4 separate regions of the Mus musculus genome follow, and all the other regions are linked to region 4. Evidence: chromatin contacts called from public Hi-C data. All regions are on one chromosome and are shown on one strand. The core of a region is the stretch at or near the end of the contact, and the rest is flanking DNA. Distances in the headings are between cores, read along the strand shown. Region 1 overlaps Lrmda (leucine rich melanocyte differentiation associated). Region 2 overlaps Lrmda (leucine rich melanocyte differentiation associated). Region 3 overlaps Lrmda (leucine rich melanocyte differentiation associated). Region 4 overlaps Lrmda (leucine rich melanocyte differentiation associated).

Region 1 (5,991 bases), core at 1,278-3,777, 140 kb after region 4:
TGACATTTCTTTCTAGTGCTAGAAATCCTAGAGCTACCTGTAGTTCCAGGAAAGGAACCAAGACCTAAAGATGCACATCTGGCCTGGAGTCTCCAGTATGCACAAAGGTGCACAGTCTAGGGACACGGAGAATATAAGCAACCCAAACATGTTCCCTCCTCTCTTAGAACCGGGAGAGCTTGTAGGATACTTAGTGAGTAAGGATACATACTGCACAAGAAGGAGGGCCTAAGTTCAAATCCCCAGCACTCATGTAATGAAGCAGACATGGCCGCAAGTGTGTGTTTGAGCCTGGTAGTGTAAGGAGCAGAGCCAGAGGGATCATGGGAACTTGCTGGCTGCTGGGCTAGCTTCAAGCTCAGTGAGAATCTCTGTGCCAGGGGAACGAGGGGAAAAGCGATAAATCAGGACACTCAGTGTTCTCTGCGACCTCTGCTTGTGTACACTGGCATGCATTTGTGCACATATGTCCACGTACACCAAGTCAATAAATAATAAACAGAATAATAAGGAAAATCAGTTAGCTTTAGGATAAATAACCTCTTTTAATACATGTTACTAATATATTTGCATTTCTTCTGGGTTATAAAAAGCAAATTTTGACATTTTTATCTAGGCAGGAAGGGGCCCATAGCAATTCCATTTCCATCCCGGCACTAGATCATCCCTATTTCTTGACCTTAGTGTGTACTGAGATATTCTGTTTGACCTTTCCCTTAGCTAGAGTCTATTCATTATTTATATGCGACTCTCCTTCCCTCTTTCCTGATCCTCTCCAACTGCTCTAAACACTTCTTTCTCTTTGGTTGAAAATTCACCAACAATCAGAGGCCTCACCATAATCTCATACTTAAATTTCTGTTCCTTGTGTACATGATTCCTGCTTCTTCATGGTAGTAAAGGGACACTTACACCAGTGTAAGATATCCACACTGTAAACTCTACACACCCTGGTCTCACATTCAAATAAATAAAGTGACCCCTGTCATAATCTCCACATTCATTGTCACATATATACCTTGCTCTTCCATTCCTGAACCTCTTCCCCCACAGACCCTGAATCATGGCAGATACTTAAATTTTTCCAACTGTTGTGCCTCCAGCTTCTGCTAACAGACTTTTACAAAAGCTGTCCCTGAAAGCCCTCCCTTTCCACAGCTTCCTAGCAAAAACCTTAGCCATGTTTAGATCCTAGTTCTGATGTATCCTCTTCCAAGCAGCCTTCCAAGATCCTATGTGCAAAAGATGTTCCACTTTGTTCCTTCACCCCTGAACTCCTCAGCATCTATCAGGACCAGCCTCTGTCCAAGGGAATTTGTAGACTGTGAGACATACCTTAGCATGTATGATAAAAATAAAGATCCAAGAGAAAGGACCTTGGAGGAGGAAGGAGGAAAGACACACAAATAATATCAAGCTCTGTAGCACTGTGGGCAGCTGGACCTTCCTAGAGCTCAGGGGACACAGGAGGCTGAATAGAAGGCACCGAGCTAACCCCATGACAGAAAACTGTCACTGGCACAGGCAAGGCTTCTCTTGAGTGACATTCCTAACCTGTCCTGTTCCAGGCAAAGGAGTTTTAGGGCCATGCACTGGAAATGGCAATACTGCAGGGACACCCACAGCTTCTGCTGCAGCCTGCTTGCCTGCCTCAAGCGCCCAGCAGGATTCTGGGCTGTCATAGATACTTGGCAAGTATTCACAAAGAAACCCATTTTTCAAGTTCTTTGAAGGTGGGGTCTGCCTTTTATTTTCTGCCTGGCACAGTAGATAAGAATTCAAATCACACATGCTAAGTGAAGAAGGTTGCACAGTTTAACTTAATCCCCCACCTCCTGGCTGGGCTGGGACCAGGCTATGTGAGCTGAGCCCACACTTCATTTGTTCCTCTCTCTAGTTTGCACATGCTTATTCAGGCACACACTGCAGACCCATCCCAGCTCTTGTGAAGCTTAGCACTGGATTCAGTGAAGAGGTTCAGTAATCTCTCTGGAAAATGCACCAGTGACCAGAGGAACAGCACAGGAATGCTAGAAGATTCTAGGTCATTCCTGAATATGCTTGCTTTCCTGCAGTTTCTGGTGTCTTTGCTATTTAGGAACTGTTCTACTGTATCTAGGAACTGAGGTAAGCATCTACCAGGAGAGCTGCAGTTACCCCACCATATCTCCCATGCTTCTTTGAAATCATATCACGAAAAGGATATGCCAAGAAAGTGCCTACAGACCCAGTCATAGCCAAGGACTCAAACAAAGACAAATTATGTAAGCCTGAGCAACGGCATCAGGCAAGGGAAGGACAAGCCAGGTTTTCCAGCCAATTTCAGAGCAGACCAGCTGCTCTGCATCATTGAGATATCTGCCTTCCTAGGACACCAGACATAGGTCACCCATCAGTCATTCATCTTTTTGATGAATTGTGCTGTCCGGCATACCCTTTCCAAAATGTGCTTCTAGATGGTGAGGGTGGCTCAGGGTGACTGTTCATGCCACATTCAGCCCCCACAGCCAACTGAGTCTACTCTCTGAACTACAGCAGGAAACGCCTACTTGTCATCTTGCTCCAAGCAAGGAACAAAGCAACCCAATGGTGTATGAACTGAAATTTGCCTGGGGAGAAGCATTCCATGCCTGAGTTTATTGAGACCTGGCATCCTTGGGACCTGATGGGGAGACCAAGGATTTATGGGCATGACTCAACTCCGATATGCTTCAAACCACATGGCTAAAAATGAGTACAGGAGACTTGGCTGCTCCTCAAGGCTCTGTTCCCTGTTCACAACATCTTGAACAAATCATGTCTCTCTGGGCCCCCATCTTCCCCTCTAAAAAAATGAGAGAATCACCTCGATGTCCATTCCCCTTTGTGCCACATGCTCAAGTTTAGTCATGAGTGACACAGCACTTAGCACTAATATCCTTGCTACGGGATTTGCATGTCGATAAGGGAATTGCATTCATTCTATTTTTCCACCAAGATGCTGTTAGAGTAAAAATGCCTCAGGATCCCCTGCTCTGATGAAAAGTGTGTGTGTGTGTGTGTGTGTGTGTGTGTGTGTGTGTGTGTCTGTGTGTGTGTGTTATAGTTTTAAGTAGAATGAGAAACAAGAAAAGGAGATGAAGGATTTGAACCTAGCTCTTTTACCATGAACTTGATTTTATTCCATTCATGCAAAAGAGCCACATAGGAATCATTCTGACCACCAGAGGGCTTTCCACACTGACAAAATGCATTAAAAAAGACAGAAGATGGTGAAATTAAAAATTGGAAAGTTCCAAGTTACACTGTTGAGCTCTATAAAGGACTGGGCCTGAATTAAATACGATTAAAAAGGAAACCCGAGGTTTCCTTGAGTTTGGCATGTTTCTCTATATAGTGGGGAAGAAAAGCTGCCATTCTTCCTAAATGTCAGAAAAACATTCAAAGTACTTGTCTGGGCTGGGAAGCCAGCAGGACATTTCAAACGATCTATTGCCGTTTTAATCACGGAGTCAGTTATTAGTTCCCGAATGCTAGAGCATGGTTTGCACCCTTTGGCTTCTTCAGTTGAAAGTCAGAACTGCCCTCAACGATAGTGCACTGCAACCCTCGAGGCCATTCATGTGAATGTGGAGTGAGAGTGGGTGGGCTACATTGTGACGTCACAACAGACTTCTCCTGGGGAAGATGACAAGCTTGGTGAAGGGTGAGCCTGAAGGTATCGAAAAGAGACAGCACTTAAAAGGAAAAACAGCGCTGAGCGTGGAGACCACTTCCATCCCCTGAAAATGCAAAAATATGTAAACAGAACTGCAGATATGCAAAAACTGAAATTTCCCTATAAGAATTTTCTTGTATTTTATCATCATAAGCTAAATGCCAAATAACTGACGAAATGCCTGATCAACCTTAGATCGAAATTCTTAGCATTTACCAATAGTCTGGCTTAACCAATGATATGGCCCTTGGCAGAAATAAAAGCAACACGAAAACAAATGCCATACTAGAAAATAAAAAAGAACTCAGGGCTGGAAAGAACACTGATTGTTCTTACAGAGGACCTGAGTTCAATTCCCAGCAACCACATGGTGGCTCACAACCATACGTAATGGGATCCATTGTCTTCTTCTGGTGTGTCTGAAGACAGCTATGGTGTGCTCATATACATAAATAAACAAAACTTTTAAAAAAAGAACAGAAAAGAAAAACCAAACTCTTACTGTAGCCATATCTGCACCATACAGGGCAGCCCAGAACCATGAGGTTGACTGCTGCCAGTATCCATACCAATGACAATGGACAAAGCCGTCCACGCACTTCAGCCTCTTCCTTATGAGGGTAGCACAATTCCCATCATTCCACAGTTATCCAAGTCAATAACAGCCATGGAAAATCTGGCAAAGGGTTCACAGTCCTCTCCAAATCCAAGAGAGCCACAGGACTGTTGGATAATTGCTATACTAGCTGGTAATTCATCTGACTCACGGCCCCATTGGGTGCCATGCTTCTAGAAATATCCTCATTAGTTAAATCATGTTTCCCTTTTCCCCTCCTCAGGAGTCAGACTCAGAGCTGGCGGGTAAGGAAGAGAGCTACTTATCCTTGGCATACCCCAGGGCTCACACTTTTGAACCTGTTTGGCATGCTTCAGGAGAATCAAGGTGACACTAGCTCCCTGCTCCCAGAGGGGATTCTGAGACCCAATTTCTCCTTGCCAAGTCCAAGCAATGGCATTGACAAGAGAACTCAGGTCACTGTGGCAATCCTGCCCTTCTCTTGCAGGGCATTTTAAACCTCTGACCAGGTAGGAGGTGTGGCTATTAGTGGCAGTTCCACTCTTGCTGTAAAGTATCCCCACAGTCAGTACCAGGCAATCAGTCTTTAATGTCAGCCATAACCTTCATAAATGGGTTTGTAACGAGAACCCCTTGTTTGTCACAGGGAAGGTATGATTGATGCGGCCTACGAGTGAAATGAAGCCGCAGTGACCATCTCAATAACATGAACAGCTGCCAAATATTCATTTAGCAGAATGAGTTTAGAAAACTTTGAGCAGATTGCTTTCACAAGGCTGCCTTCAACAAAAGGAAACATAATTAACGAGCTAATATCAGCATGTGTCTGGCTAAGCTAATGAATATCAAATTACACAGAAACTTGTATAAATCATCATTACCCTGAATTTTAATTGAACTTGCAATTAAACATGACAAATTTTATATACACTAAACCTTTAATTTATACTTTCAAATAAGGAATAATTTATCATTTTTAGTATTTCATAGTTAATTTCCCAATATGTGCACTTCCAATTAACAAGGACAGACAGGCATTTAAACACACACAAACACCACACACACACACACACACACACACACACACACACACACACACACACAATCACAAGCTTGTGTACTACTTCATTCATAACAACAATCTTCCCCTTTGTATATTCTATAATGTCCTACATCCAGGAGTTGGGAATGTATATTCTATAATCTCCTGCATCCAGGAATTGGGATGCTAAAGAAACTACTAGTAGAAAAAGAGAAGAGTTTCTGGCCCTAGAGAATCAGAGAGCACAGCTGCCCTTCTTCTTGTCTTGGACTGCAACCTGGCCCAGGCATCTTTCTAACCCAGGCGTGTAGGCCCAGCTCCAGTTATGTGGAGCACAGGGCCTCCCTGGCTAGAAAAGTAAAGCAGCTTGCATTTCAAAGAGGCACCACCTTGGAAACAAACTGCCTTGCTCCAGAGTTACTGCCAGGCCTGTTTGTTTTACCTGGCCAGCCAGTAATGAGTGTGCTCCGTGGAAGGATTTGTGTTTTATTATTATAATTACACCACCATTATAAACATACCTCGAGCAACCTCAGCATAAAAGGCAGGGAGTACCATTAAAACACACATATAAACACACGGGAAACAAGACTGGATTGTAAAGGGACTGCAACAGAAACTAATTGGGTATGCTTTGTCCTTAATCCCAGCCTATTAATATGGCAAGCGGTGTGA
Region 2 (5,664 bases), core at 2,073-4,572, 160 kb before region 4:
GCAAAGGTCCCTAGTTGTTATAGGTTGGACTGTATCCCCTTAGAAGGCAGGATAATACTAACCTTCAGTGCCTGAAAGTTTGAGCTCATTTGGAAATAATCACAGCAGGTACAATGGTTCAAGATAAAATTATACTAGAGATTGGGCTCCTTAATCCAATGTGATGGGTGTGCTCATGTGTGTGTATGTGTATGTTTCTGTGTGTCCCATGTATGTCTATGTGTGAATGTGTTTTTCTACAGGTGTGAGTGCACATATGCACATATATGTCATTAAATGTAGAAGCTGAGGGACAACCTTAGAGAGATTCCATAGGTACTATCCACCTTGGTTTTGGAAACAACAGCCCTCAGTGGCCTGGAGTGGGTCTCCATGCTTAGTGTTGGCATTATTAGCACATAGCATTATATTTAGATTTTTTTAATGTGCATTCTGGGGATTGAACTCAGGTCTTCATGATTACAATGGCAAATGTTGGTATTCTGTCTGGGCTCCATCCCAACAGTTACCTGGCAACAGCCAGGTAGGCCTGGCTCACTATAAAAGGGATGCTTGCCCCCTCCTCCCTCCCTCTCTCTCTCTCTCTCTCTCTCTCTCTCTCTCTCTCTCTCTCTCTCTCCTCTCTACTGCTTCTCTCCTTTGTCTCTCTCCCCTTTGTTCCCCCTCTTTCCCCATTCCCATCCATCCCCTCTCTCTCCACATGTTCATGGCCAGCCTCTCTCTATTCTCTCTGCCTTTCTCTGCCTCTACTACCCTCTTAACTTCCCTCCCCATGCCCTAAATAAACTCTATTCTATAGTATACCATCCTGTGGCTGGTCCCTCCAGGGAAAGGGATGCCTTGACATGGGACCACTGAGACACCCCCTTCCCCCACACCTCACCACACCCCAAATAACATATTTTTATTTCTTTCTCTTTTATAACAGCAAGCACTTTACTGACTGAACTTGCTCCCCAGCTCTTGGCAATTGATCTTGTAAGATGATGTGAAAGCACAAATCAAAGAGTACCATGGGAGAAGATATCCAAGGAGAAGACAGGCAGGTAGTAAGAGATGCAGGGCATGTGGTAAGAGATGCAGACAATGGTGTAGTGCTTGAATTAGGCAACGCCTAGAAGCTAAGTAAGATTTATCTAAAACATGGCTCTCACCCTTCCTAATGCTATGACCCTTTCATATGATTTCTCAGGTTGTAGTGACCATCCAATCATTACATTATTTTTGATGCTTCTTTATAACTGTGATTTTGTTACTGTTATGAATCATAATGTAAATGTTTTTGGAAATAGAAGTTTGCCACAGGTTGATCTAGCCACTGATCTAGAGAATCTGGGAAGTAGCAGAGCCCTGCTGACACCATTTTGACTTCTAGAAATATAAAAGAATATGTTTTCATATGGCGGTACTTCATTATAGTAGTCCTAGAAAGCCAATGGCATAAATTACTATAATAAATCTATCACTGATCAAGCATAGTCTTACATCACACTCTACATAAGAATTTTATAAACATTACTACATTGAGCCATCCCAACTGTCTGCGATGTTAATTCTTTTGTTTTGTTTTTATAGATAAGGGAACACGTGTGTCTTAGGTCACGAAGCTTGTGAGTGGCAAGTGTCCTGGTCCTGGAAGTCTGCCTTTCCTTCCTTGTGATGCCACATGGAAAGCCAGAGTGCTGAGGTCATTCCCCAGGGCATTCCCTAACTGCTTGACCAGAACCTTAGTGCTCACCAGCCCTCCTGCACTTCAGTGGAATATGAGGGAAACCTGAGATATTCAATCTTCTACATGCATTTTGGCCATGTTGATGTCATAATCGCATTACCTATTCACGATCATTAGAAGATGCAATTTAAACCAAGATTTCTTCTGCTAAAAAAATGTTAGAACCATGGTTGTGTAGGCTTCTTTTTCATGGAGAAATCTCAGGTCATGCATGTAAGAATGCAACCTGGAATGAGCTGGCAGACAGAGATGACAAAAAGTGCTAAGCACAAGGTCAGGTCGGCCAGGAGTTTGGAACTGGAAAATAGGCTGACCGTATCTGAACTGCATCAGATAGCATAGTTCTTTGGAATGACGGCATCTATTGGATTGGTTTTCAGATATTGGTTTTGCATCAACAAAGAATCCCATGAATGAAGAAATCAGGAAGCTGTGATTTTACCCCATCCGTCCCTCACTCTGTATCTCCCTGCCTCCCTCCCTCTTTTGCTTTTCCTCTTCTTCCTCCTCCCTCCTCCTTCTTCCCTCTCTCCCCCACCTCCTCCTTTAATACAGGGTCTCATTGGATAGCCCAGACTAGACTGGAACACACTATATATCCAAAGGTGATCTTGAACACAGCAATCCTCATGTCTCAGCCTCCTGACTGCTATGAGTAAAGGTTCACATCACCAAAACTGACCCCCTACATATCTCTATAGCAAGATATTTAAGAAGATTATTCTGCTTTCTCATAATATTTTTATTTTTCTATTTATAAATCACTAATCTGAATAGGCTTCTGGGACTTTATAGACTACCAAAGGATCGAAGATTCCCTCTGTTTTCACCTGCCACTTGACTAGATGTGCAACCTTGGGCAATTTTCTTGGTCTCTCTGAGCCTTGGTTTCCGTTTATTTATTATTAGTTTTGTTATTATTAGTAGTACCATTTGTTTATTTATTTTTTTAATGGAGAGCATTCCATGAACCTCCTTGATGTTGTTATGAGGAGTCAGTAACAAACTGAGTACTGCTTAGGACAATACTCACTAAATAAATCATCATTGTCATCATCATCATCATCATTTTATTTTATTTTACATTTTGGTTTCTGGTCATTTTAAACTGTATCAGTTAAAGGTACACTTACCTGCAAACCATGTCTACTATTATTTAGCAGTGTCACACTTTTAAATATGCTGTTCTCCAGATGAGTAGCAAGGAAAGAATTCACTAGTTTCACCAGTGCTTTGAACTGTTAAGAAAAAAAAAGTACCCCTGGATACGATGGATGTGATGGATGTGATACTGCAGAAAGTCCCGGCTGAGTTAGCTCCCTTCCCTGCTAGTCTTCCCTTTGCTCTGGGATTGGACGTGATTTTCTTTCCCTCACTTAATTTCCCACTTGGAATTTGTATATAGACTCTGATAAGGAACCCCTTAAACTCAAACTAAGAGAGTGCAAGATTTTTGTGGCTAGAACTGTAATGTAATGTAAATAACCTGATCTCCCAGTCAACTGTGCCTGTCAGGAGGGTACGTGTGATCCTAGCTACCACAGCCCCTCACAGACCTTTGTTCTCCATTAGCGAGGTGCTAGTTCCACCAGCGAGGATGGTTTTATGACTTGGCATAAGCTTCTGCTGCTTCCCAGGCGCAGCAAGGGGAGTTAGTTCAGGGCCCTTGAAGACTTCTTTTGTTCTGCCAAGTTAGGGAGGAAAGAAGGGGTGAGGCTTGAAAGCCTGTTTGTTTACACTCAGTACCCAGCTCCCTGCCTTTTTCATAAAAGGAAAGGCAGCCAGCAGGAGACTCACAATCCTCAGCACTTCCCACTTGGTTCTTGCTGCCTTCTCCCACTTGTGTATTAAGCAGCCAGGCAGCTGTTGAACACATATTATCAACAAAGCAATCTTCTAGCCCTTTGATTCAAGCTATTCCTATCCTGTGCCCTGAAATAAAATGACTTTCACAATTAAAACCCTGAAATCAATGTGGTGTCTATTGTCATGTGTGCAAGAGAAACGCTTTAATTACAACCATAGTTAGATAATACAGTCATTACACCTCCCTAATCTCAGATATACAACCAGCACCCTCTGAGCACTTTACCACCCTTTCTTTGATTTTTTTTTTCCTTTTTCTTTCTTTCTCTCTCTCTTTTTCACCCCCAACATGAATGGCTTTTTATCTAAGCACTTCAATTTGCATGCCTTTGCTCTGAGGCAGCTCCCCATGATATGTTAATTGCAGATTGCTTTAAGTACTAAAAGATTAACATAAAACCCTTTGCAAACAAGCTAATAGTTTATGATAATTTTTGCATGGCCTTTGTCTGTCTATCACTGGATTGCCTCTAGCTGTAATTTTATAAAGAAGCTGTAAAATATCATTTAAACAAGTTCATTTACACATAATTATTACCAGAATCACATTATTCAATTTAGATACTCCAGCCTATTAACAATCCATGAACTAAAATGTAATTAAACTATTTTCCTTTTATGAACCTATTCATTACAATGTGTGGGAGATGGATCTCTCAGTTTCACTGCAAAACTCAGCACTTTGTTGTTGGAATTGACAAGTCTGGCACTCATTATGTGCTTTTAATTATATTAAAAGTATTGGGAGACAGCTCAGATAAAGAATATATTTAGAAACGAAAGCTTGGAAATGCCAAGATGGTGTCATCCCTAAATATATATTTGTTTTACTCCTGCTCTCTTCCCCATTTCTGAACAGTGAAAAATAAAATAAAATCAGGCTGGTTGTTTTAATTGAGATTTTCTGCTCTTAAAGTAATTTTTCTAATTTAAGCCAAGAATAAATACCTCATTTAATTAATGGTGTTTACTCATCTTTCCCACAGATTTTATCTACTTTTGTAGAACCGAGAGCTAGAATTAGAGCCAAGGAAGTCTTTTCTCCTAGTATTTACCGACAGACCCACAGTCACTTCAGATGCGGGGTGATGCTTTTGAGCTTTGATTCAGCACCATTGAACAGCGTTGGTTCTGATGCCAACTTTCCTCTCTGTGGGGACAACTGACTCAATAGGCAATGATTGATGGGCTTGTAAGAGGCAGCTCCCCCTGACCCCCAGCTCTGCTGTGCTGCTGGATTTCAGGGAAACGCAAGTGATTTAGTTAGAGCAGACTGAGTCTCTGGACTGGCTAGGCACCCCAGTCAATGTCAAAGACAACAGGTCACTCAGGTTAGGTGCTGACAGCAGCTATCAAAGAAAAGGATCCAAGTATCCTGAATCTAGCCCAAGTACTTCCTAGCTCCCACACTTACCAACGGGACTAGTTCATTTCTTTCTCCAAAGCTTTGCTTTCTAGGATCCTATTTCTAAGAAGGTCTTAGAAGGTTCAATATCTCCCTCTGAGCACAGTCTTGACTGTATGTGGCTATTTAGGATTTAATCACGACCAACAATTCCTATTAAACATCTGCCCTGCTCTCCAGTGTCCACACCAGCCATATGGCAAGAATGTTGACCGCCTGGGCAACCTGCAGATCTCTGGGCAGCCTGAACACTCTTCCTCATGTAGATATTTTTTTAATTTTCTCCTCCAAACAATGAACTTCCCCTTCTATACCTCAACACTATATCCTAGCCTAATCCTGCCTTATATTTGGCAAATAGTCAACCCATCACTGTAAGCAACAATATCTTCTACTTCTCCAGAGCCATTACTGGCTGTGCAATGGAAGCCTGGAAGATGTGTCCTGTGGTTCTCTAGCTTGAAGCCAATGTAGAGGTTATTTCCAAAGACATCCAGCTGGGACCAGAGAGATAGTTTAGAGGTTAAGAGCACTGTGTGTTCTTCTAGAGGAACTGGGTTCAATTCCCAGTACCTACATGGCAGCTAGAATATGTAATCTCAGTTCCAGGGGATCCAATACCCTCACACAGATATACATGCAAGCAAAATGCCAATGAATA
Region 3 (5,670 bases), core at 1,775-4,274, 140 kb before region 4:
GTTTCTGCTACAAAACCATAAAACTAGCAAGCATTTCCTTCCTCAACATCAGCTCCCATTTCGGGGTTCATGACTGAGAAGGGATAGCATCACTGTCTTGGGGTTTGACCCCGAATACACGCATGGGAAGCTCTAGTGGTGATCTATTAGACCGGGAAGATGAGCAGAGAACAGCAAAACTATTTATAGGGCTGGGAAGATATTTAGCTTAACAAAGAGACCTGGGTAAGAAGGTGACTCAGAGAACCAATCCACACCAAGAGCAAACTGACTGAATTGCTGTATGCAGTAAATACTGCATTGCCACACCAGATGGATGGATCTTGAAGGTTTCCTCTGGTGATGTTAAAATGACGCTCCCAACAAATGTCAGTTCTGTCCATGGTCTGTCCAGCCAAGCCTAAAATCCTATCCTGTACAAGTCATTCTGATGACAGAGATTTTTTTTTAATCTCTGCCTTAATAGTTTGCTGAGTTTTGTTTCTGCTCAGCAAACTATTACGGCAGAGATTTAAAAAAAAAATACAGTTATTGATGAGAGCAGTTTGGGCAACTGAATTCTCCCTAGCAATAGATTGACTGATTTTATGCGGTTAACCCTTGTCAAATACGTATGTGTTTTGAGAGTTGTGTGTTTAGTCTAAGGTGGGGGAATGCACCTGCAGAGATGGCTGGAAGCCTCTTCACCCCAGAACCCAGATTTTCAGGAAAATCTGTAGCCAAAAAGTAAAACTGGTCAGATGCTGAGGACCATGGGGATTTGGAAACAAGTAAGTTTCACTGACTACTTTAGGGCTGGGAAGGCTTCACAGAGAAGGTAACCCTGACCTAGATTTAGTGAATTGTCATTGATGTCAGGGGTCATTTCAGAGTAGGAGGAAGGGCAATTCAGTAGAGGCTTAGCAAAAGCATAGGAGATGTGACATAAATCCATGGGGAGGGAGGCTAGGAATGGAGAGGAAAAATCAAGGCACATACACCTAGAGCCAGAGGGCATTGCTATAGCGAGGTCGTCTGTCAAAGGGTAGAAAAGCATAATGCAGAATGGAGAAAGGTGGTGGGCAGGAGGCTGCAGAACATGAACGCCACTACAGGAGGAACCTGCAGACTGCTTTCCAGCAGGTTCTTGGAAAGGAAGCCTTAGCTGGGAAGCACATAAGACACACAGATTTCAAGAGAGCTCTTACTCCTCATGCCCCGACAAAGGTCCCTACAACAGGGCTCCTCATGGTGGCAGAGAAGAAGAGCAGTTTGAGGGCCATAGTCCTGTGGCTCTTCTCATTGTTCAGGGACAGCAGGGGAAGAATAGGACCAGACACCAGAAGGACTTCAAAGTAACATGGTGAACCTCTGGGGCCCTGATCATTTTCTGTCCTGTGTTCTTTTTACAGATCCTGACCCACTCCTGGCACCCACACCTCTCATCTTGCGAACAAGTTATCGTTTCCCCTGCCTTTCCTTTTATCTCTAAACATACTGTTTCATCTCATTGGAGTTAATCAGAAATGAAGCTGACTAAAGTTTACTGAGCACTTACTATGTATATTGCATGTCAAAAGTGGGAGGGGCTTAGGCTCAGCCTCCAGGAACACTGTCAGTCATGGAGGAAAGGAGTGTGAAGAGCCCGAGCGAGCAAACTGCTGAATTATGGATCTGTGATTTCCCCTACTTTGTATTCAATTCATACTTTTAATTCACATACAGTGATCGCATAGCTGTGTTGCTGAGAGGTCTGCCTCTTCCCCCACCTCCACCCCCTGCGTGTTGTAGTAGCGGGGCTTGAAACCATGGTATAATTAACATAATTAAAGTATTAATAAAGATTGAAGGGGTTGGACACTGTGTGAAATGCTTAATTTTGTGTATCTTTAGCTGATTGAGTGTTTAGGTTTGCATTTCAGCTGCCACCCAAATTATGTGTAATTAAGCCAAGGCTCAGCTCTGCCTGTCTCATCTTACCCTGTGCATGCCGATGGCAGACGGATTTGATTCTGGAGAGAAGGTGGTGGATCTGCCCACTCATTTGTAGCTGTATGTGTTCGCACTTTTTATGAATCTCTAGCCTCTTCCCAGTGCTTTCATCCATCAAATTGTCTTTTTAGTATGGAATGAAGAATAGAAAGCTACAGTGAGAAAAAGTCAAAGGCTTACAGTCCATCCCATGGCTATGATCCCCTGCCCAAGCGTTCTGCTGCCTTTCCATGTATAAGGTAGGTGACTATTAGGGCTTGGGTCTAAAATACCTGCTAAAGGCTTATGGGCCTGAACACTTGTTTCTCATCTGGTGATGTTGTTTTGAGAGGTTATATAACCTTTGGGGTTGTGGCCCAACTAGCAGAAGTGAACCTTCGGCTTTGTAGGTAATATGTGCTTTGATTTACAGTCTAGATATGAACAAGCTTGGCTCATACCAATAGCTGTGGCTTCCCACAGCATGACTGGCCTGTAAAATCCTACATGCTTCTGTCAGATATTTGGTCAGTGTCGTTAGCAAAGGAATTGACATAATTTCAAAGTGATATACACGTTGATGCTCAGAAATTACATCAGATGGCCTGTCAACATTGGAAGTAGTCACAAGCACAAGGGGATGAGTCCCACATTTGCAAAGTATCCATTCTTTGAGACCAAAATAGTGACGTTCAAAGAGCTACTAAGATAAAGTTGAAGAAAAAAATCAGCTCAATGTCATGACATTGAAGGAGTTATCACTCTGGTGATACTTAAACCTGACCACAAACAAGAAAAAGTGCAGTGCTTACACAAATCAAAAGGCTTTCCTGAGTACAACACACCCATTGACAGGTCATATCCAGCATGCTGATTCTTGTGTTAGACCTGAAGAAGTAACATATAGATCAATATATACATTCATCCTTGCCATTATCGAGTACACAGAGCCCTTAGGAGAGGGACAAGGCAGCAATACAGGGCCAAAGACAAAGCCCAAAGACAAATACATATAGTAGCCTTTGGAATGTGGCAGTGATTGTGGCAGGTTACACTTCACTAGGAAGACCAGTCTGACTCATATGGCTCTAGCTGTGAGGTCAAGGCCATGACTAAGGAAGTGTTCAGTGGCCCAAAGCATGGTAGTTTTTAGTAGAGAAACTCGGTTGGGCTTACTGGAAAAAAGGAGAGTATGAGGTGAATTCTGGATTGAACTGCAGTGTGGAAGGCCTCAGATGCCAGGATGAAGTCTCTACAGTGAAGGTGCTCTGGGGGAAATGGGAAATAGCCAGCCATAGTAGTGCATGCCTGCAATCCTGGTGCTTAGAAATCTGAAGCAGGAGAATAACCTTGAGTCTCACACTAGCCTGGGTTAGATCCTGTCTCAGCAATTAAAAGGGGCTGAGGGAGTGGGTGGTGATGCTGATGCTGAAGTACAAAAATGAACAAGGAAGTGGCCTCCTGTTCAGCTTTCTACATAGTTCTAGCAAATTACCGAGGGCTTAGTGGCTTTAAAGAACAAAAAATTATGATCTCATAGCTGTAGGCCAAAAGTACAAGGGGCTCAGCTGGCTGCTCTGCCTCAGGTCTCGGGAAGGCTAAAATCAAGGTGTTGGCTGGGCAACGGTCCCACTTGGAGACTCTTGGGAAAGGTCTGCTCAAGTTCATCCAGGTTGTTGGCAGAATCGGTTCCATTGAGCTCCAGGACTGAGATCTGTGTCTTTACCCTCCCAGGAGACTCTCACTTCATCTTTCTTAACTTCCCAGTTCTTACACAATGTCATCCTCCATTTCCAGGTTGGGTTTCTTTAGAATGAAACAGGCTTTAAAGAGCTATGAATATAAACTGTGCACAGATCCCTTTAGATCTGAAGTTACCATTTTTTTTTAGATTACCTTGCATGTCTGTCTACACTCATAAATTGCCCACACAACTTCCTCCTCTCCCTCTTGTCTCTCTCTTTCTTCTTTGCTGAGTAACCATTTCTTTATTAAATCCTCCCAAAGCACTTAACTTGGTGGTCACAAAACTGACAGTTTATGTTTACTGGCTTGGGCGTTTGGATCATGGCTGCAAACACTGGACAAGAGAAACAAGCATAAAAGCACGAGGAGATTAATTGTATCCTATTGTTAAATTTGGCTTATAGAGGTCTCCATACTGGACTCTTATTAATGTGCTGCAACCTAACTTCCTATGTACAGTAAATGTAACCCTAACCTAAGAGTATACTCTCAGAAATACAGCTAAGTCTCAGCCAGTCACAGCAGCTACATCTCAACCATTGGCAGCAACTAAACATTTATACTGGATTCAAATAAGACAACTACAAAACTCTATCCAATTGGGTTGGCCCTGCAGTGTTTTCTGACCCCAGGATCAGGAGGGATATTTCAATCTGTCCTGGTTTTGTGAGCAGTTCAACTTGTGAATCATTCTTTGCCCACCTATCCAATTACTACACCTAATTTGTCACACTTCTCTTACAGTATTGGAGAGAGCAGCCAGTACATGGGCAGATTAGAGGGACGATTCCTTACTAGCAGAAGAGATATCAGGTCCTTTATCTTATGATGGGATGGAGGCTGTGGACAAAGTAAGGTGACTCGGTTGTACTGGTTAAAGGAAGTTTCCATCCTACTTTGCCCACAAGGTCATATGGACGAGCAACACACCCTTCTGGCATTGTTTTCTAATGACTACCCCTACCCACAGCCACAACCCAAAACTAAACACTTCTGTAAAAACAAACACTTAAACCAATAAAAGGGTGCCATGCCAGCTAACAAGACCCAGTGGAAGGGAGAATGACCGGGAGCACCCTACCCCTTTCCTGGGCCGCAAAGATATAAGATACTCAGGTTAGCTGAGTCTGGTGGCAGCGGCCCTCAATCTTAAAAACAGAGTACCTTAAAGGCTGGTTTGAGCTTGAGAAAGTTAAAATCGACCAGATAGAGGAATCTACTGTGGTCACTTGTAATTATTCTCTTCCCCCTGGTAGAGTGTATCTAATACAGCACTCGTTCACAGCGAGTGTTTTGATCAATTATGTACAATAGTAGGTTAGCACCTTCCTGGGGTTCCTTGGCTGATTCATTACCCCTGTTGTGGCACAGAACAGAATTTCAAAGCACCAATTAGTAAGTCCGACAGGCTCGAGTTTGAATCTCAGCTCTGCCTGACCACCTTGCTGCGAGCAAATTACTTCACCAACATGAGCTGTGGCTTTCTCCCTATAAGTGGGGATGATGGAACTTCTGTTTACAAAGCTGCTGGAGCAACAAAACAAGATGTATGTAAAGTACCCTGTGTGGGACCTATGGCACATGGCACACTCCTGACAAAAGGCTGCAGGCTCTTCATAGAAACAGGTAGGTTTTGATTTGAGAGGAATGAAGTTTGGTGAAGTGGAATACTGTCCAAGCCCCATTAAAAATCTGGAACAATAAAGGGTTGTCATGTAGATTTTTGGCATGAAAAAAGAATGGCCAAGGATACTCTACCCATTTAATAATGTCAACATTGACCAGTTCTAGCGGGAGCAGCATCAGGGATCCAAACAGCTGTTAAACAGATAGGATAAGCATCCACAAGCATAAGAACTCCCTGGAACACCCTAACCTATATTCTAAAGTCAGTTCACCTGTGTTATGCGGAATTTCTATAGTCAGGCTGCCATAGATGATTGACACTCAGAGATGAGGATAAAGAGGTGGAAG
Region 4 (6,249 bases), core at 2,377-4,876:
GTAAGTAATTCTGGGTGTTTTAAGGCTATTATCAAACAGCAATGGTTGAGGGAAGAGACAGCTACTAATAACACAGAAGGCAGCCATCATAAACCACTTTATGGCAGAACCCCCCTGTCCATAAATCCTGTGACACCTGGAGACAGCTTCAGATTTATAAAACCGCTTGTTAAGCCAGGGCACTGCTTAATGAGAGGAGATCAGTCCAGTTAAGTCTCATGTCCCTAGCTACAGAGGGCAACTCCAATTTCCCTGACCTTCTCAAGGTGGCTGGAGGGAAGCCCCCAGGGCTAGAGGTGGTGGGACTTAGAGGCCCTGCTTGCTGTGATATGGAAAAGGAGGTTATCAGGAGAACTGGCAGCTCTGCAAAGGTGCTTATATCCCCACTTGTCTCCAAATTTCCTGAAACTGAGAGGCCACCACCCAGAGGTTCCCTCTCTCCATGTAAAATGGTAGATTTTCCTTAAAGGACCCTTTAAGGACAAAGCTAAATCTGGAAGGAGGGAGGAACAATTTCAATCCTTTTGTTACTATGGAAGAATCTATTTGTTTTATTCTAATATCAACAGCCTTAGTACTTTTTGCCTAGATGTCAAAAAGAAAGGCAAACCTTCTCTCGCCCTGCCTACCACGTTCCCCCCAGAAAGATGGCCTGTTCCCCAGTCAGAGTATAAACCACAGACTCATGCCATAGACCCCTCAGATCTGCTGGTGGAGTTGGCAGCCATACTTCGTTCCTGGAAATAGTGCAAGCCTCTCATGAGTCCTTGGGAGAGCCAGGCTCCAGAGTACTGGATGGCTTATCCATTCCACTTATGGCAAGCAATGCTTCCTCCCTTTGTTTCCCAACATCTTCTCACTCCCATACACGGAGAGTGCAGAGACAAAGTACAAGTTACTGATCCTCTGCCTGGTGCCTTGAAAGCAGCTATGGATGAGCCTTCGGATGGTTTCAGTCGCCACCCCCCCCCCCCGCCCCCTGCCCTCCCATTCCCAACCTAACAGAACAGGGCAAGGATGCCAACAAGACAATGTGATTCCTGCCTGTCAACTGGATTACATCAACTCTGTTTAATACTACTGGCCATCTCACGCTGCTTGAGAGCATGGATCAACTGCTAAAGGTGTTTGACTAATGAGAGAAAACAGCAAGGGCTTAGACACAGCTTCTTTGAGAGACCAAAGCTCTTAGAGATTGGGGGCAGGGTGCCAAGGAAAAGAGGTTGTCACCATGAAAAGTTGGTGGAGGGAGCTTTCAGGGCAGAGCAGATAGCTTGGGCTATAAGGTTTTGAGCTTACCTTCCTGAGCCTTACTTTCTCTATCTGAGTCATGAGAATGGGCCTTCGCCTCCTTCAAACACTAATTTGTTTGGGGTCTCTGTGCTCAAAGTTGATTGACAATAAATAGATGCATACAGTCCCTTCTTGATACACCAGACTCACCTGAATGCCTTGCATGACCACCCCCTCCCACCTCCAGAAAGAGGCAGTCAGAAAACACCAATGAGGACCAAGGCAGCATGAACAAAGGACTGAGTGGGACGGCTCCAGATGCTCTGAGAGACAACAATGATGGTGATGACCTCGCTCTAATGAGCTGAGGTGAGCGCACCTCCAGCATTAATGAATTGGCCTGACAACTGGCAAAGGCCAGCTGATTTTGCTCTCAGTTCACTGACAGCATGTTTGAAGTCTCTGTGCAAACAATACACCCACAGGACAGTCCAAGGGCCTGTATGGAGGGTAACCGGCAATTACTGTGTGGGCTTCTGTCGCTTTGATCTCTGGGTCGTGACCTTTGCTTTCTTGTGATCATCAAAGCCCAGATTGTAGATTAGCTGGGGAATGCTAGCTGGTTTATATAAGCCACAGGTTTTACAGCTCCTATTTAGTGGGAAACAGCCTTGGGTGGCAGCCCAAGGTGGCCCCAGACACCACCAGAGGGTCCCTCCTACCTTTCCTTTGGTGGAGTGCTACAGACACTGGGCAGGCCCCCAGGCTGCTGCCTACCAGGGAACAAAGAAAGGGCCTCATATTTTAAATAATTTAAAGTTTTAAGGAATACAGAGGGTGGAGTGGGGTGGGGGACTGGAGGAAACAACCAGAGCCTGAAGGGACAGAAATTGAAAGAAAATGCACAACAGAGCTAAGCCACAGAAGACCAGCGTCAAGCCTGAGAGCCCAGGTTTCTTGTCTGAAAGGTGATGTTCGGCATTAAGTCTCTGCTGACTTTCAGCCATCATTCTTCTTGAAGGAAAAGATAAGAAGGTGTTAGCATCCAGGGGTCTTCACGGGGTTTGTTTTCTCTGCCAGATGAAGAAGGAGAAAACAAGAAATATCTGGAGTGAGGCAGGATGCAGTGGAGAAATCCTGAACATAGAACAGGAGCAGACAGAATCAGCGGTCAAAGAAAGGCTTTTATGGGGTGAGGAAACACACAGAAGGCAGGCACATGAAGAAAGAGATGCCCTGCTTTGCAGAGGCAACGGGGAAAGCTAAACTCAGATCTCCTCCAGGACTGAAGCGTTAAGGGTCTGTGAGAGGAGTCTTTCTTCCCCAAGTTTAGAGTTCCTTAGTTTGAACAAAGGCAAGGAGGCAAATAGGTCAGTATCTTTGGGGTAAACAGGTCCTGGCGTGGCCTTGAACTTGTCCATAGGCTGAGTTCCCTGGTGGTGAGATTTAAAAAAAAAAAAAATCTTTCTTTTAAGCTCCTAGGCTTTTCTCTCAGGTCAGGAGTATAAGGAAGAAATCAGCCATCTTGGAATTTCACCACCTTATTATCTAGTCATGTCTCTCTCTCTCTCTCTCTCTCTCTCTCTCTCTCTCTCTCTCTCTCTCTCTCTCTCTCTCCTTTCTCCTTTCTCTGCCTATCAGCAAATCAGTCTATCTCTTAGTCTCTCTCTCTCTCTTAAAAAAAAAAAAAAACTGCCAGAAGAAAAAAAAAAAAATAGGAAGGGGGTGGAGAGATGACTCAGCGTTTAAGAGCACTGACTGTTCTTCCAGAGGTCCTGAGTTCAATTCCCAGCAACAACATGTTGGCTCACAATCATCTGTAATGGGATCTGATGCCCTCTTCTGGTGTGTCTGAAGACAGTTACAGTATACTCATAAAAATAAATAAGTAAATAAATCTTTAAGAAAGAGAGAGAGAGAGAGAGAGAGAGAGAGAGAGAAACTATTCTGAGCACCCAGGTTTCCACCCCTGACTTTCTATATGCATTTTGTATGGTATCAAAATCTGCAAGAGGCCCAAGTTCATATTCATGCAACAGCAGTGCCTTATCCACACAGCGAAATGCAAATGAGTTCAGACCCCGCTCACTTCTCAGCCATGAGCAAACACAAATGGCTAAGGGAATCCAGGCATGGTTATACTCCTACAACAACAGGCCCCGGGCTCTGCTCAACCACTCAGTAGTACGCCCATGTTCACAGAGAAATTTAATGAGCCTGTATTACTGTGGGGATGGATGCCAAGAAAGTCCAACTATGTACACAAAGGTAAATGAGGAAGCCAAAGGGTTAGGCACTGGGAAAAGGGTAGGAAAGATGGAACAGAGAGAACAATATACACAAACCTAGTCATTTCCCATTCCAGGTCTGGTGGTTAGTCACACATGAACTAAGCCTGAGCTGAAAACTTTGAAGTCAACATCTCCCATGGAAACAAAACAGCAGACACACTTGTTTTGATGTATGGCTGGGTGACATAAATATTACATCACATGACCACAGAGGATGCCAATCAATAGGAATTTTTTTTTTCAACAGCACTAAATGAACCACAGGTTCCTGCTTCTGAATGCTATTGCTTAAATGATTAATAGATGAAGCATTGTTCAAAACCACACTTAAAGTGAAAAACAGTAAACTGTAGAAGTATCATTCATTGCTTAAGTCATTTGCTAGCAAAAATGCCGTACAAATTTACATAGAGCTTCCACTATGATGATTTCCGTGACAGCCAGAGAGAAGGTAGACCTCACACTTTGTGGATGAAGGGGCAGGAAAATAGTTTACCCAACGTGGGATAGGCCATTGTTCTGCTTTGTTTAAACACATATGCCACAGGAACTCTGGATTCAAAAGCCATATTGTGAAACCCTAAAACTTCTCAGGGGTAAATGAATCACCAACCAGGATGAAGAAATCAAGCCTGCGGAAAGACCACAGAGCTGAGCTATGCCATGGCCACATCTCACTCTTCCAAATACAGGGAAGAGTGCTTTTCAAGTCAACAATTAAAATAAAATGAATAAAAAATTTAAGCACATTAGAGAACCAGTCCAGCATTTCACAAGATGATGTAGTGAATTTGTAACGGAGTAGGAACACATTTAAGACCTCTATTGTTCCTGGTGGCTGCCTTTTCTCCAAGTGTGAGCATCTACCAGTCACTGTGTGGATAACTTATAGGTTTTCAAAGGCAATTGTGGCTAGATGTGATTTGGGCTGTGTGCAGGCTCTTGATTCCTGTCCCTCAAGGCAGTATTGTCATAAATACACAAACAAACAGCCTTCTCAGCCCCATCTCTCACATCCTGCCAGCAACACAGACCTGAGACGGGGAGGACATGCTTGGGGGACTGCCAAGGTGGATACACGAGGATTGCTCTTAGAGAAACAAACTTACTGCAAAAACACTGACCCACAACTCAGACTTGGATTGAGTCTGGATGATAGTTGCTACTGGCTTACTGGATCGGATACCTACGAAGGGAGAGTAATCCCAAACACCCCAGCATAGTCACGTAGCCACATTCCCATGACTGAGGTTTGCATTCAGCTTCAAGAGACAAGGACTCTGCTTTTGCTCAGTGGTAATCCTTCTCTCCATGTACACATGTCTATAGCAGTGAGAGGAACACAAATGATGGAATGTATAACATGGGGTCACATAGTAAAACGTGGTCTGCTGCCAAAAGAATCATAGCGGCTGAGCTGACTCCAAGTTGTCTCAGGACCACTGATCTAGACAGCCATCCCTGTTTTAAGTCGTCCTATTGGAATGGAGCTCCACATTAGGTTTTCAGATCTTACTGCCATACAGTGAAGCTTAGTCTGCTTTGTCAAGCTGCCCAGTTACAAAATCAACAGTGAAGTATTTGCCTTTCTCTACCCTTTTCACCTCTCTAAGCTCTATATCTGAGACCAAACAGAACAAATGGGAAATTCATCCTATTTCCTGTCTTTCTCCCTGCTCCTCGCTCTCTCTCATCCTAAAAAATTATTTATCTATAATTGTATTCATATATTATGTTTGGTTGCATGAATGAATAAATGGACATGTGTGAGTGTGTCTGTATATATATATACATAAATAGGTAATACAAATGCATACTTATAAGCATATAAAAGTTACATGTGGTTTACAAATCGAACAAAAATATGGAGAAAAAAGTCAGAAAGTAAAAAGGAAACATTCAAACAATGTTTCATTTGTGAAACATGTTTATTAGGTAAACATTTTTGAACTTGACCTTTCAAAATACATCTTAAACTTAGTGCTAGCAATAGCCAAGATGGAGGATGTCTAGGTGCCTACAAACAGATGAAAAGATAAGAATGTATTTTGACATATAATTGAGTATTATTTATCGACAAAGGAGAACGAAGTCATGTTGTCTGCAAAAAAATGCATAGACCAAAATATCATTACATAGAGCAGACTAGGTGTCACACGCATTACCTTATACATGGAAACTAGAATTAAATAGAAAAGAAATACAATTTCAAGTAGTGGTGGAGATACCACTGAGGAAGGGTACGAGTGCCGGAAGAAGCAGGGAGATGGGTGGTGGGTACAGAGGAAGATGTGAGAGCAATATATACTATGATATGAAAATATCACAGTGAATCTCATTCACCTGATAATTAATATGCACTAATAATTATAATGAGAAATGTTATTCCAAAAATGTAGATACAAGAAGGTACTAGGTTTAAAGTGACCCCTTCACACGCCTTGTATCAGACAATTTCATGATTCAAAGTTGAAAAAGAGTGGTCCAGACGTCATTCAACATCTAAGCAATTAAACATGAGAAATGAGCAACTTGCCCTGGCTGGATGGCAGCTGTGTTTTTCCCATCAGAAGTCACACTTACATCTATGACATCACACCATGCTTGAAACATGTTCCAAGTGGAGATGGACTTTCATGCGGTCATTTTTTTTTTCTAGGCCTAGAAACTCTACAAAATTAATCATGAAACTTAGAGATGAAGCCAAAGCCACAGAATTCCTCTA

What was found. A called contact is a pair of places that touch in the nucleus more often than the background predicts.
Region 1: a contact with region 4 is called in a Hi-C map of uterus, with 2.9 times the contacts expected there. The contact joins two enhancer-like sites. A contact is called at or near these places in 19 of 484 Hi-C or Micro-C datasets (3T3-L1-derived adipocytes, the HL-1 cell line, the N1E-115 cell line and 9 more), 4 of 115 datasets of contacts at active chromatin or transcription factors (embryonic forebrain, embryonic midbrain, embryonic stem cells and 1 more) and 5 of 9 other capture datasets (adipose tissue, embryonic tail, embryonic trunk and 2 more).
Region 2: a contact with region 4 is called in a Hi-C map of uterus, with 2.9 times the contacts expected there. The contact joins two enhancer-like sites. A contact is called at or near these places in 6 of 39 promoter capture datasets (the 3T3-L1 cell line, 3T3-L1-derived adipocytes, hippocampal neurons and 2 more), 5 of 484 Hi-C or Micro-C datasets (all in uterus), 1 of 115 datasets of contacts at active chromatin or transcription factors (vascular smooth muscle cells) and 3 of 9 other capture datasets (adipose tissue, embryonic trunk and pancreatic islet).
Region 3: a contact with region 4 is called in a Hi-C map of pancreatic cancer cells. The contact joins two enhancer-like sites. A contact is called at or near these places in 1 of 484 Hi-C or Micro-C datasets (pancreatic cancer cells), 1 of 115 datasets of contacts at active chromatin or transcription factors (a colorectal cancer cell line) and 1 of 9 other capture datasets (adipose tissue).

What each region holds. Positions count from the first base shown.
Region 1 is chr14:22,441,952-22,447,942 of GRCm38.p6, reverse strand. All of the region lies in intron 2 of Lrmda (leucine rich melanocyte differentiation associated), which reads right to left. Among named protein-coding and RNA genes, the nearest start is that of 4930405A10Rik, 98 kb to the left of the region's middle. Within about 2 kb of position 2,527, at least 23 of the 459 cell types and tissues checked have an H3K27ac peak or open chromatin away from gene starts, as enhancers often do. A contact at or near this core is called in uterus, where this site is marked.
Region 2 is chr14:22,744,034-22,749,697 of GRCm38.p6, reverse strand. All of the region lies in intron 5 of Lrmda (leucine rich melanocyte differentiation associated), which reads right to left. The region is part of intron 1 of Gm30926 (a long non-coding RNA gene); the gene reads left to right. Among named protein-coding and RNA genes, the nearest start is that of Gm30926, 54 kb to the left of the region's middle. Within about 2 kb of position 3,322, at least 45 of the 459 cell types and tissues checked have an H3K27ac peak or open chromatin away from gene starts, as enhancers often do. A contact at or near this core is called in uterus, where this site is marked.
Region 3 is chr14:22,725,120-22,730,789 of GRCm38.p6, reverse strand. All of the region lies in intron 5 of Lrmda (leucine rich melanocyte differentiation associated), which reads right to left. It overlaps Gm30926 (a long non-coding RNA gene), which reads left to right. Exons shown (of 3, transcript XR_383249.2): 3 at 1,392-1,792. Among named protein-coding and RNA genes, the nearest start is that of Gm30926, 73 kb to the left of the region's middle. Within about 2 kb of position 3,024, at least 13 of the 459 cell types and tissues checked have an H3K27ac peak or open chromatin away from gene starts, as enhancers often do. A contact at or near this core is called in pancreatic cancer cells, where this site is marked.
Region 4 is chr14:22,585,293-22,591,541 of GRCm38.p6, reverse strand. All of the region lies in intron 4 of Lrmda (leucine rich melanocyte differentiation associated), which reads right to left. Among named protein-coding and RNA genes, the nearest start is that of 4930405A10Rik, 46 kb to the right of the region's middle. Within about 2 kb of position 3,626, at least 56 of the 459 cell types and tissues checked have an H3K27ac peak or open chromatin away from gene starts, as enhancers often do. A contact at or near this core is called in pancreatic cancer cells and uterus, where this site is marked.